Regions from separate parts of the Gossypium hirsutum genome. Here all the other regions are linked to region 3. A link is a contact called in public Hi-C data. All regions are on one chromosome and are shown on one strand. Each heading gives the region's core, a stretch centred on a gene start, on an enhancer-like site or on the middle of the called end of the contact. The rest is flanking DNA. Distances are from core to core; before and after follow the strand shown. Region 1 holds the start of LOC107951418. Region 2 has its middle 11 kb from the start of LOC121210892. Region 3 holds the start of LOC107951423 (kinesin-like protein KIN-7N).

Region 1 (3,293 bases), core at 266-2,765, 440 kb before region 3:
ATACCCAATCACTAAGAGAGTTACAAATGGCAGAAATACGGTTATTTTTTCGCCTCTGCAAAGTGCGAGCATGAAAAAGCTTAGTGTTTCTATCCCCCAGATGAAGCTAGTCACACTGAGCCTTTTGTTTCCAGAGAAGTTCCTCATGATGTAACACATTTTCCTACTCATTTCTTATCTTTATTTCAACAAGAGCTAAATGAGTGGAACCTAAAAGGTTCATTTTCCTCTGAACGGTTGACAACTTATGAATTAGGTTTCTCCTACGAGTAGTGATATGGTCGTAAATGGTCTTATTCCACTCTTTGAGATTCGCAGTAAATTTATTTAAAGAAGCAGACATGTTCCCTTGAAAGACCCACTGATGTCTCACAAGATTTCCAAAATCAGAGTGTTCAACCCATCCTGCTAAGAACCTAAAAGGTCTTCCCCTAGGCAAGGCAAAATCAAAATTAAAGTTGAAGAGAAAAGAACGGTTGTCAGATTTAATTCTTGGAAGATGAGTAACTAAGCTGTTTGGAAAATAGTTTACCCAAGCCTCATTACCTAAAGCATGATCCAATCTTTCAAACAGATGACCCCTGTAGCAAGTAAAAGGAGGTCCCTTAAACCCCAAATCATGAAGGTTAGACAAGTCTACAAAATTACCAAAACGGGGACACCTCTTTCCATTCGAAAGGCCACCCTTTTTCTCATCAGAGGAAAGAATAGCATTGAAATCTCCAATCACCATCCAAGGAGTTTGCCCAACAGGTATAGTAGCTCTCAATTCATGCCAAAGGTCTTTTCGCTTCTGACGATTAGGACTCCCGTAAACGAACCCGATCAATATTGGAATTGACGAAGAATTATGCCAAACCTGAGTAATAATGAATTGGGGATGATTTTGTAGAATCTTCACTTTAACAGACTTGTTCCAACCAATACAAATGCCCCTAGCATAACCAATAGCCTCCACACGATGTAAAAATTGAAATCCCAATTTTGCAATAATTCTATCTGCCTTGGATCCACTAACTCTATTTTCCAACAAGCTAATAATATCGGGTCTATGCTCCATATTATACTCTCAAAAAATATGAGAAAATTTGGCATTGGCGCATCCCTGACAATTTCAAGAAAAAATTGAGAGATTCATAATTAATAGAAAATAGTAAAGAAATCATACCATTAATGCCCGGAATCGTTCAATCCACTAGATTCAGGATCAGCACGTACTCCCATTTCAGCTTCCTTTGAAAGGTCAGAGGAAATAAGCTTCGCCACCTCTTTCATAGAATCAGCTAAAGAAACCCGTAAGTTTGCAGAAGCTTTAAATTGATTCCCACCTCCTTTTAAATCATTACTTTTTTTGCGCGTTCCTCTAGTAATGCCAAATTTCTCATTACTTTTTCGATCCTTATTTTCCGTTTTACTTGTACTTATATGCTCAAAAATACGACATTTAGACTGATCAAATGAATTAAAAAAATTTTAAAAGTGACAGCAGAGTGTTTCTCGTGGTCTAAAATATTATCAGTCAGCTGAACATCAACTTTTACTGGGCTTTCAAAGGCCGGGTTGAAATGTGCCTTAATATCACCCGACTTACTAGCTTGTAATTTTGGGTTATAATGGTTTTCAAAGTTACCTGCATTCAACAAAATAGACCCAAATTCTTGGTTAGTCGAAATTAAATTAAGATTTGGAAAAACCTGGGGATTCTCGACATTGGTCCATGTAGGAGAGGCCTGCTGGTCACTAACGGGCCTGGAAAGAGACAACGGCCTGATTGGCTTTTACACCGCTCTAAAAGCGTGATTACCCGTGGTCTCCATATTCGTAGGAACATTGGATACAGAGGGAGTTGCTTTAGTTTGACACGCCTGCTGACGTGATCCATTTATGTTTTCTTTAGATGACGGCCCAACCAGAAACCCATTCGGCCTGCTATCAATCAATATCTTTTTTCCCTAGGCTTTTCAGCCTTATTCTGTCATTACCATGGCCTGAATGAACTCCCCCCCAATGCGCTTAGTTTCTGAAATATTTATGTTCTTTTGGGCTTTCGAATCCAGACCCAGGTCACAAGTCCTCTTTTGGGCATCTGAACCAATGCCCGAATTTTTAACAGTTTTAATATGCAGAGGTAGCAAAGATTTAATAAAATCTTCTCCCCTAGAATCAAGGGTGGTCAAATCAGGTTCCACCACTTGAAGATTTAATTATTTTAAATCTGCCTTTATCGTTTCCTCTTCACCGCCCGTCTTCTTGCCTTCAATGGTAAAGACATTAAATCTAGAGCCTAACCTTCCTTTTCCAGCAGCCATACCACTAGAATCACAAGAATCCCCCGATCTTCATCGGGATTTACGCTCTACCAACATCCAAGGTCTGAAAGTTGGTTCAGAGACCTTTCCTGGATCGTTGTTGTTACTGTTAGAACCGTCGTCGACCACCACTTTGTCACTATCTTTGCCCAATATTTCTTTCGACAAGGAACACAACTCCCTCACATGCCCGTATTTTCCACAGGTAAAACAGATCGTTGGTAAGGCTTCATATTCCACCTGTTGTATTTCACCATTGACACAGATTTGAGAGATGAGAGGCTTATCCAGGTTGATAAACAGAGCCATTCTAGTGAATTTGCCCCTAGTTCTATTATCGGTCTTAAAGTCAAACTTTACAACCTTACTGATCATGCTTCCAATTGCCCCGAGAATCTTCCTTTTGTACATAAACCCCAGTAATCCGGGTAGCCTGATCCATGCCATAACTACACTTGGGTATGGTTGAAGGGGAGAGAACTCTTTTGTCCATGGTTGAACTGTCAAATATTTGCCCAAAAATTATCCATGGTCCCTGTGTAAGAACTTTGTCATAATCCTCTTAGTTTTGGAATTTAGCCAAAAAATACCCATTCTTAATATCCACTAATTGGAATAATTGTATAGGCTTCCACAGGCTACTAATTCGATTAAAAAGAACACCATAACTGATATTTCGGCAAAGTAGTTTTAAAAATACTATCATCTCCATCTCCTTATACAAGATTTCTTTGACTCGATCAAAGAACTCAATTGCCGGAATTCCATTAACAGTGGACCTTATGATATCATCGTCTAACAAAATAAAATATTCATCACTTCCCTCCTCAAATCTCACAACTTTCTGACTAGTCCCAGACGAACCAGTCCCAAAAAGTTTGTCTGTCCATGATGTTGCCGCATTCAAAGGTGGACCAAAGTCCACAGCCATATCCACAGAAGCCCCATCGAAAACATATTTAAACCTAACTTTCTTGGTATTGC
Region 2 (3,246 bases), core at 21-2,520, 430 kb before region 3:
TTAGGCAGTTTCTTCGCTAAAAAATGCCTAAGTCAGCCTAACTCGCAACAATTGAGGATTCAACAGAACTCCTCTAAAGCCCGCATAGCAGAAGAACGAAGTAAGAACGAACTTGAAAGATGAACAAAAGCCACAGAAAAACAAGAACACTTGAGAGAAAAAATTGAGTGAATGTTCTCAAAATTCTATTAATTACTAAATGAATTACAATGAGGGGGAGATGCCTCTATTTATAGCTAAACCTTCCCAATATCAACGGTACAGATTGAAATACATTAATGGCTAAGATTTAAAGTTATCTAGATATCAAATCTTTAAGATTACAGGATCGTATCTTCTAAAGATTACACTTAATGTCTAGGATCATATATCTTTGAAGATCCTCTTCCATATTTGCCAAGCATATCTTTGAAGATCACGTTCCGTATTTGCCAAGCTCCGGAGATGGGCTTTCAATCTCTCAAAGTAATGGACTGGTCTGATTAGGCCAAATGACCTCCCTCGAATGCAATGGATCGTACAAGTTCGTCATGGTTGCAGGTTCCCATGCGCAACCCATGACACTAGGACTCGTCCTATTGGCAAAATGTGCATAAATTTCCAATAACAAACAATCCGGTAGGCTCTTGGAGTTCCCACTGTTAGCTCGAACAACCTTAATTTCCTCACTATCTTCTGTCAATTTCTTTCAACTTAAACTTCTAAACCTATCTTGGTAACAAAATGATAGCGTAAGTGACTAAAACGTAATATTTCAAAAATAAAATGTAATTTGGGGCAAAATAAAGTGACTATTTTTATAATTTACTCTTAATTTAATTACATTTTCAAATTTCAATTATTTAATTAATTAAATAGTTACTTGAAAAAACTTTAAAGTAATTCTCACGTCCTTTTTGTATTTATCAAGAAAACGCATTCATTTATCAATGCCACCCATTTATCTTATTTCATCATTTTCATTCAATTCTATCTATTCGATTCTACACGAAAATTTGTTCAAATATTCACTTTTTGATTTTTTTATTTCTTTCAATTTTTCTAATTTTATTGGATTTTCAATATTTCCATTTTGTTTTTGTGTTTTTCAATTTTTTTGTATTTTAAAAATATTTTTAATTGATATTTAAAAAATGAAAATGAAAATGAAAAAGAAAAAAAAATATAAATGAATGACAAACGTGATAGTAAATACCACTTAATGCACTTTGACTCTTCCCTTACCACATGTGCGCGGCGGCTTCCTTAGGGTTTCAAAACCTTAACCTGAAATTTCATAAAGACGTGGGCCGTTTGGCCTCCTAGGCTGATTGGACTTGTACTTCTGAGTTTGACCCGATTTGAACTTGGACTTGACTTAATTTAAACCTTAAGTAAATAGATTTGGGCTTTACCTAATTTAAAATAAAATGGGTTTTAAAAAATATATATTTAAAAACCAAATCCAAAGTAGTTTTATTTCTCAAAATCATTTAAAAATAAAACAATTAGAATAAAAATGATTTTATTTAAAAACAAATTTTCTCCAAAAACCATACCTGGACTGGATATCCCAATTTCCACCCTCATCATGCCAAATTTCCTAAATTTTAATTAAACTTATAAATTATTTCAACATAAAATTTAAACTCAATCTCCATTTAATTGTTAGTTTTCAATTCAAATCCAAATCTTGTAAAATCAATTTTATTAAATCCAAGTTTTATTTTAATTTTAAAGTTAATTTTACTTAATTTTAAAATAAAAATCAATTTTGGCTCGAAATTATTTCATAGCTCTCATTCAATGATTCCAAAGTCAAATAGACTCACAAGAGAGAAAATGAGAAACATGCATGTTAGATCAAAATTATACCTTTTTTCAATTAATTTATTTTATTTTCTTTCAATTTTCAAATTTTCAAATTTTCAAAACAATGTATGACCATTTTCTTTCTACACATCTATAAAAAAATTATATTTTTATTTTAGGTAAATTATAAAAATAGTCATTTTTGTTTGACACAGATTACATTTTAGTCATTTATGTTTAAAATGTTATGTTTTAGTCACTTACATTATTGTTTTGTTACAAAATGATCACTTTGCTGTTAAGTTTCGTTACCTCCCTAACGGCAGTCCTACGTGGCAATCCAAATGGGTTTTAAATGCCAACTTAGATGTCCTACGTGGTAGTTTAAATTAAATTTATTTAATTAAAAATCTATTTTTATCCCAGCAATTGGATATATAAGTTGTCATTTAAAATCCATTTAGATTACTATGTAGAACTATTGGTAGGGAGGTAACGGAATTTAATATAGAGTGGTCATTTTATAATAAAACAATAACATAAGTAATTAAAACATAATATTTTAAACGTAAATGACTAAAATATAATGTGAGGTAAATAAAAGTCACTATTTTTATAGTCACTCTTTTTATCTTTCTAACTTTCTAACCTTTCCATGCTTATTAAATGCTTGTAAATAGGTTAGTGGTAATGACGAATGCGCGCATTTTTGGCTTAATCAATGGGCGGGTGTATTTTACTTGCCATCTTTGTTTCCAAGTTTGTTCTCTTTACCATCTCAGCAAGACTCATCGGTGGCTGATATTCTTTCTGTTGAGGGTCATTTATCTCTTCACTTTCGAAGGGCTCTATATATTTGGGAACATAAGCTTGTGGGGAAAGTGGCTAGTATCAGGTTGAAAATTGGTATTGAGGACAAGTTGATATGGACTATGGATACTAAAGGAAAATTTTCAGTTAAAAAGGTGTCTTGGATGCTTTACTAGGATAATCTAATGATCTCCGATTCCCGAGTTCTTAAGATTGTTTGGCGCTTGAACGTACCACCAAAAGTTCCAAGGCTTTTCCTTTGGTTGGTGATTCATGATAGCATCACAACAGAATGTTTCCTTGGAAAAGGAGTCTTATCAGCGAAGCGGATTTACTCCTTTGCCGCTGGAGCGGGTTGGAGTAGGAGGAGGCATCTAACATGCTTATTAATTGTTAACTAGCATGGGAAACTTGGGGAGTGATTCTGAGATGGTGAGGGGTTTTGTTTTGTCACGCCTTTCTATTGAGGATTTCTTGCTTACATGGGATAGCTGACGTATGTCGAAGGTTGGTCTGAAATGTTGGAGACTGGTGGGGCAGCCACTTTGTGATCTTTATGGTTAGCTCGATCGTAATGAGACTACCATGAATAGAGATTTCATTTATTTTTAGATCGAGTGCAATGCATTGGGTGAAAGCTCTTCC
Region 3 (3,412 bases), core at 452-2,951:
TAACCTCAGGCCAAATAGGAACTACTGTAGAAAAAGAGCGTCCATGTGGGAGCTTTTTTCAGTACTTTTGCTGACAGTGCATCCTGCTTGAAGCGTTTTTGACACTATTTGTTCAGAAACATCTTCTCAAAATTATTTTATCAGAAACTACTGTAGAAAAAGAACGTCCACGTGGGAGCTTTTTTTAGTACTTTTGCTGACAGTGCATCCTGCTTGAAGCGTTTTTGACACTATTTGTTCAGAAACATCTTCTCAAAATTATTTTTTCAAAAACTACTGTAGAAAAAAAGCGTCAACGTGGGATCTTTTTTCAGTACTTTTGCTAACAGTGCATCCTTCTTGAAGCATTTTTGACACTATTTGTTCAGAATCATCTTCTCAAAAATATTTTTTCAGAAATTACTGTAGAAAACAAGCGTCCACGTGGGAGCTTTTTTCAGTACTTTTGCTGACAGTGCATCCTGCTTGAAGCATTTTTAACACTTTTTGTTCAGAAACAACTTCGCAAAATTATTTTTTTAGATACGCCTTCTCTAATTTATTTTTTCAGATACGTCTTCTCTAATTTATTTTTTCAAAAATTACTGTAGAAATTTTTTTTATTGCTAATATATTTTTTCCATAACCCTAAACACAAAATTATTTTAAAAAACTAATCCATAATTTAATTAATTAACCCTAAACCTTAATCTAATTTATTTTTTAAACTAATAATTAATGTAATTAAGCAACCCAAAACCCAAAACCCTAATTTTTTGATTTTTTTTTAAAAAAATTCTAAATCTTAAATTCTAAACCCTAAACTCTAAACCCTAAACACTAAAACAATAACCTTAAATCCTAACCCTAAATGCAAAAAAAATCCTAACCCTAAAAAAAGGAGCAAAACTCTCCCCTAGAGACGCGCTTTTCTAACATGTCACCTGACATCGTGCTGACGTGGACGCACTTTCGAGGAATTCGGTACTTTCCAGTAAATAATCAAAAAGTTGGCCCATTTCCATAAATATTAAAAAAATGGCTTTTTCTTGTAAATTGTCTGATTTTTTTTTCATCGTTAATTTAATTTAATTTCTTTAATAAAATATTTTTCATCTGGTTTTTTTTTGGTTAAAAATAGATATGCTAATTTTGGCATTTTTCATAAATTCTTTGATATAATTTTTTTCAAGTCCTTAGACTTGATTGATTAACCATTTTTCCAAAAAAAAAATTCCATGTGGCAATATAAAATTTATCCACGTGTCAACTCTAGTTAGAGTTAACTTTGTTTTTGAAAGTAGAAGTATCGAGAGAATTTATCATTATCCATTTTTATTATTCTTCTTATACTTGCCTCTCAAAAGATAAATATTTAATTTTGCTAAAGTAAATTTTTTTAACTTTTTTCTGAATATATACATAAAACAATATAATTGCAGTCTTTTATCGGTGGAACTTTCTACTACAATTATGTTGTATACCATTGTTTGAATTCTATACAATTAAGAACTACAAAAGTGGAAAGGATCTAAGCTGGCCCTTGGAAATTACATGGGCTTCTCGTAATGTTGATACAATCATCCAACTGAGGCATGTGGGCTATTCTCTTACCCAAAGAAACTGGGCCAGTAGACATGTTCTTTAGGGTCCGAATACCCATCCAATCCTCCATTTTATGGGCATTTCCGTCAATCCAAAACATTCAAATACAAATTCCCCCGTTTTCACAATGCATAAAGATCCCGCCTTAGCTCTCGCTCTGCAACTCAACGTTTAAAAAGAAAATGGAGAAGATCTGCGTAGCAGTGAGAGTAAGACCTCCAATTTGCCATGAAAATTCTTCTTCAACTTTCTGGAGAGTCGATGATAATCAAATCTCTCTTCACAAGCTCCACGGCAGCCCAATTTCCTGCGTTTCTTACGCTTTCGGTAAATTTTCATTTCCCAAATCCTTTTTACCTTTCCAATTCCAATTCTCATTCCTTGAATTTTTTTTTGTGTTTCTAGATCATGTCTTCGATGAGAATTGCTCGAATTCAGATATTTACGAGCTTCTTACTAAGGATATTATTCATGCTGCTGTGGACGGCTTTAACGGTTTAAATTTTATCCCCTTTTTTAGCCCTAATTTTGATGATCTGGTATAAAAATTGATTAATTTGTATATGATTTACAATTTTATTTATGTTTTAGGAACTTCTTTTGCATATGGGCAAACAAGCAGCGGCAAGACCTTCACTATGAACGGTTCATCTAACGATCCCGGAATTATTCATCGAGCAGTTAACGATATATTTCAGAAAATAAATATTGTAATTTAACGAAATTTGGTTCTTTCCCGAAGCAGTTAACGACATATTTTAGAAGCTTTGGCTTTGATTTTCTTGTTGTTGAATTCAATTCCCAGATCTCTGATCGAGAGTTTCTCATCCGAGTTTCCTACATGGAAATTTACAATGAAGAAATTAACGACCTTTTCGCTGTAGAGAATCAGAAATTGCAGATTCATGAGAATTTAGAGGTCAGCCATTGATTAAACTTTGATGCCGTATCAAATGTGTACCATAATGCTCAAAACTAACAGATTTTTTCTTGTTTGTTTTAGCGTGGGATTTTCGTTGCGGGTCTTAGGGAGGAAATTGTGAACAATGCTGAACAAGTGATGAAGCTCCTGGAGTCTGGAGAAGGTCCTTTAAACTTCTTTTTTTTGCCATTGGTTTAACTGGGTAGTTGTTTATTTTTAATAATTTGTTTAAATCATTTTCCTTACAGTTAATAGGCATTTTGGTGAGACAAATATGAATGCACGAAGTAGTAGGTCTCATACAATATTCAGAGTGGTATGTTCTTTTAACATATTGTTGAACATAAACATTACTACTTTACTCTTAATATTCGTTGTATTTATGTTACATTACTAGGTGATAGAAAGCAAGGGAAAGGATACAGGCTCTTTTGGTGATTATTCAAGCAGTGATGCCATACGCGTCTCAGTTTTGGTATGTACCTTATATTACTATAGACTTTCCCCCCTTTTATCTAGTTTATACCTTGTCCCATTAGTTTTATGAATGTTATTTTAATTCCTTTATTTGAAAGCAGAATTTGGTTGATTTGGCTGGTTCTGAGCGGATTGCTAAGACTGGAACTGGTGGAGTACGTTTGAAGGAAGGAAAGTATATTAACAAGAGCTTAATGGTTCTTGGTAATGTAATTAACAAACTTAGTGATAGTGCAAAACAAAGGTACTTGTTTTGCTTATCCTGCGAGAAGTAACTTATTTGTATAGAATAACTATGTTCTAATTATATGAATTATTGACATGTAAAGGGCACATATTCCTTATCGTGATAGTAAATTAACCCGCATACTCCAGCCTGCTCTAGGAGGGAATGCGAAAACTTCAATTATATGTACTGTAGCTCCTGAA

What was found. A called contact is a pair of places that touch in the nucleus more often than the background predicts.
Region 1: a Hi-C map of leaf shows a contact between it and region 3, with 4 times the contacts expected there. The contact joins the promoter of LOC107951418 here to the promoter of LOC107951423 in region 3. A contact is called at or near these places in 3 of 34 Hi-C or Micro-C datasets (callus, fibers and leaf).
Region 2: a contact with region 3 is called in a Hi-C map of leaf, with 4 times the contacts expected there. The contact joins the enhancer-like site here to the promoter of LOC107951423 in region 3. A contact is called at or near these places in 12 of 34 Hi-C or Micro-C datasets (callus, fibers, hypocotyl and 2 more).

The regions. Positions count from the first base shown.
Region 1 is chrA02:20,780,741-20,784,033 of Gossypium_hirsutum_v2.1, reverse strand. It overlaps LOC107951418, which reads right to left and starts at 1,515. Exons shown (of 2, transcript XM_041087224.1): 1 at 547-1,515; 2 at 1-431. The coding sequence starts at 1,060. The coding sequence ends at 409.
Region 2 is chrA02:20,762,950-20,766,195 of Gossypium_hirsutum_v2.1, reverse strand. No RefSeq gene overlaps it. Among protein-coding and RNA genes, the nearest start is that of LOC121210892, 11 kb to the right of the region's middle. Within about 2 kb of position 1,270, at least 2 of the 9 cell types and tissues checked have an H3K27ac peak or open chromatin away from gene starts, as enhancers often do. A contact at or near this core is called in leaf, where this site is marked.
Region 3 is chrA02:20,336,192-20,339,603 of Gossypium_hirsutum_v2.1, reverse strand. LOC107951423 (kinesin-like protein KIN-7N) reads left to right here and starts at 1,701. Exons shown (of 17, transcript XM_016886473.2): 1 at 1,701-1,911; 2 at 1,990-2,079; 3 at 2,176-2,294; 4 at 2,390-2,503; 5 at 2,588-2,669; 6 at 2,755-2,822; 7 at 2,904-2,981; 8 at 3,085-3,227; 9 at 3,313-3,412. The coding sequence starts at 1,767.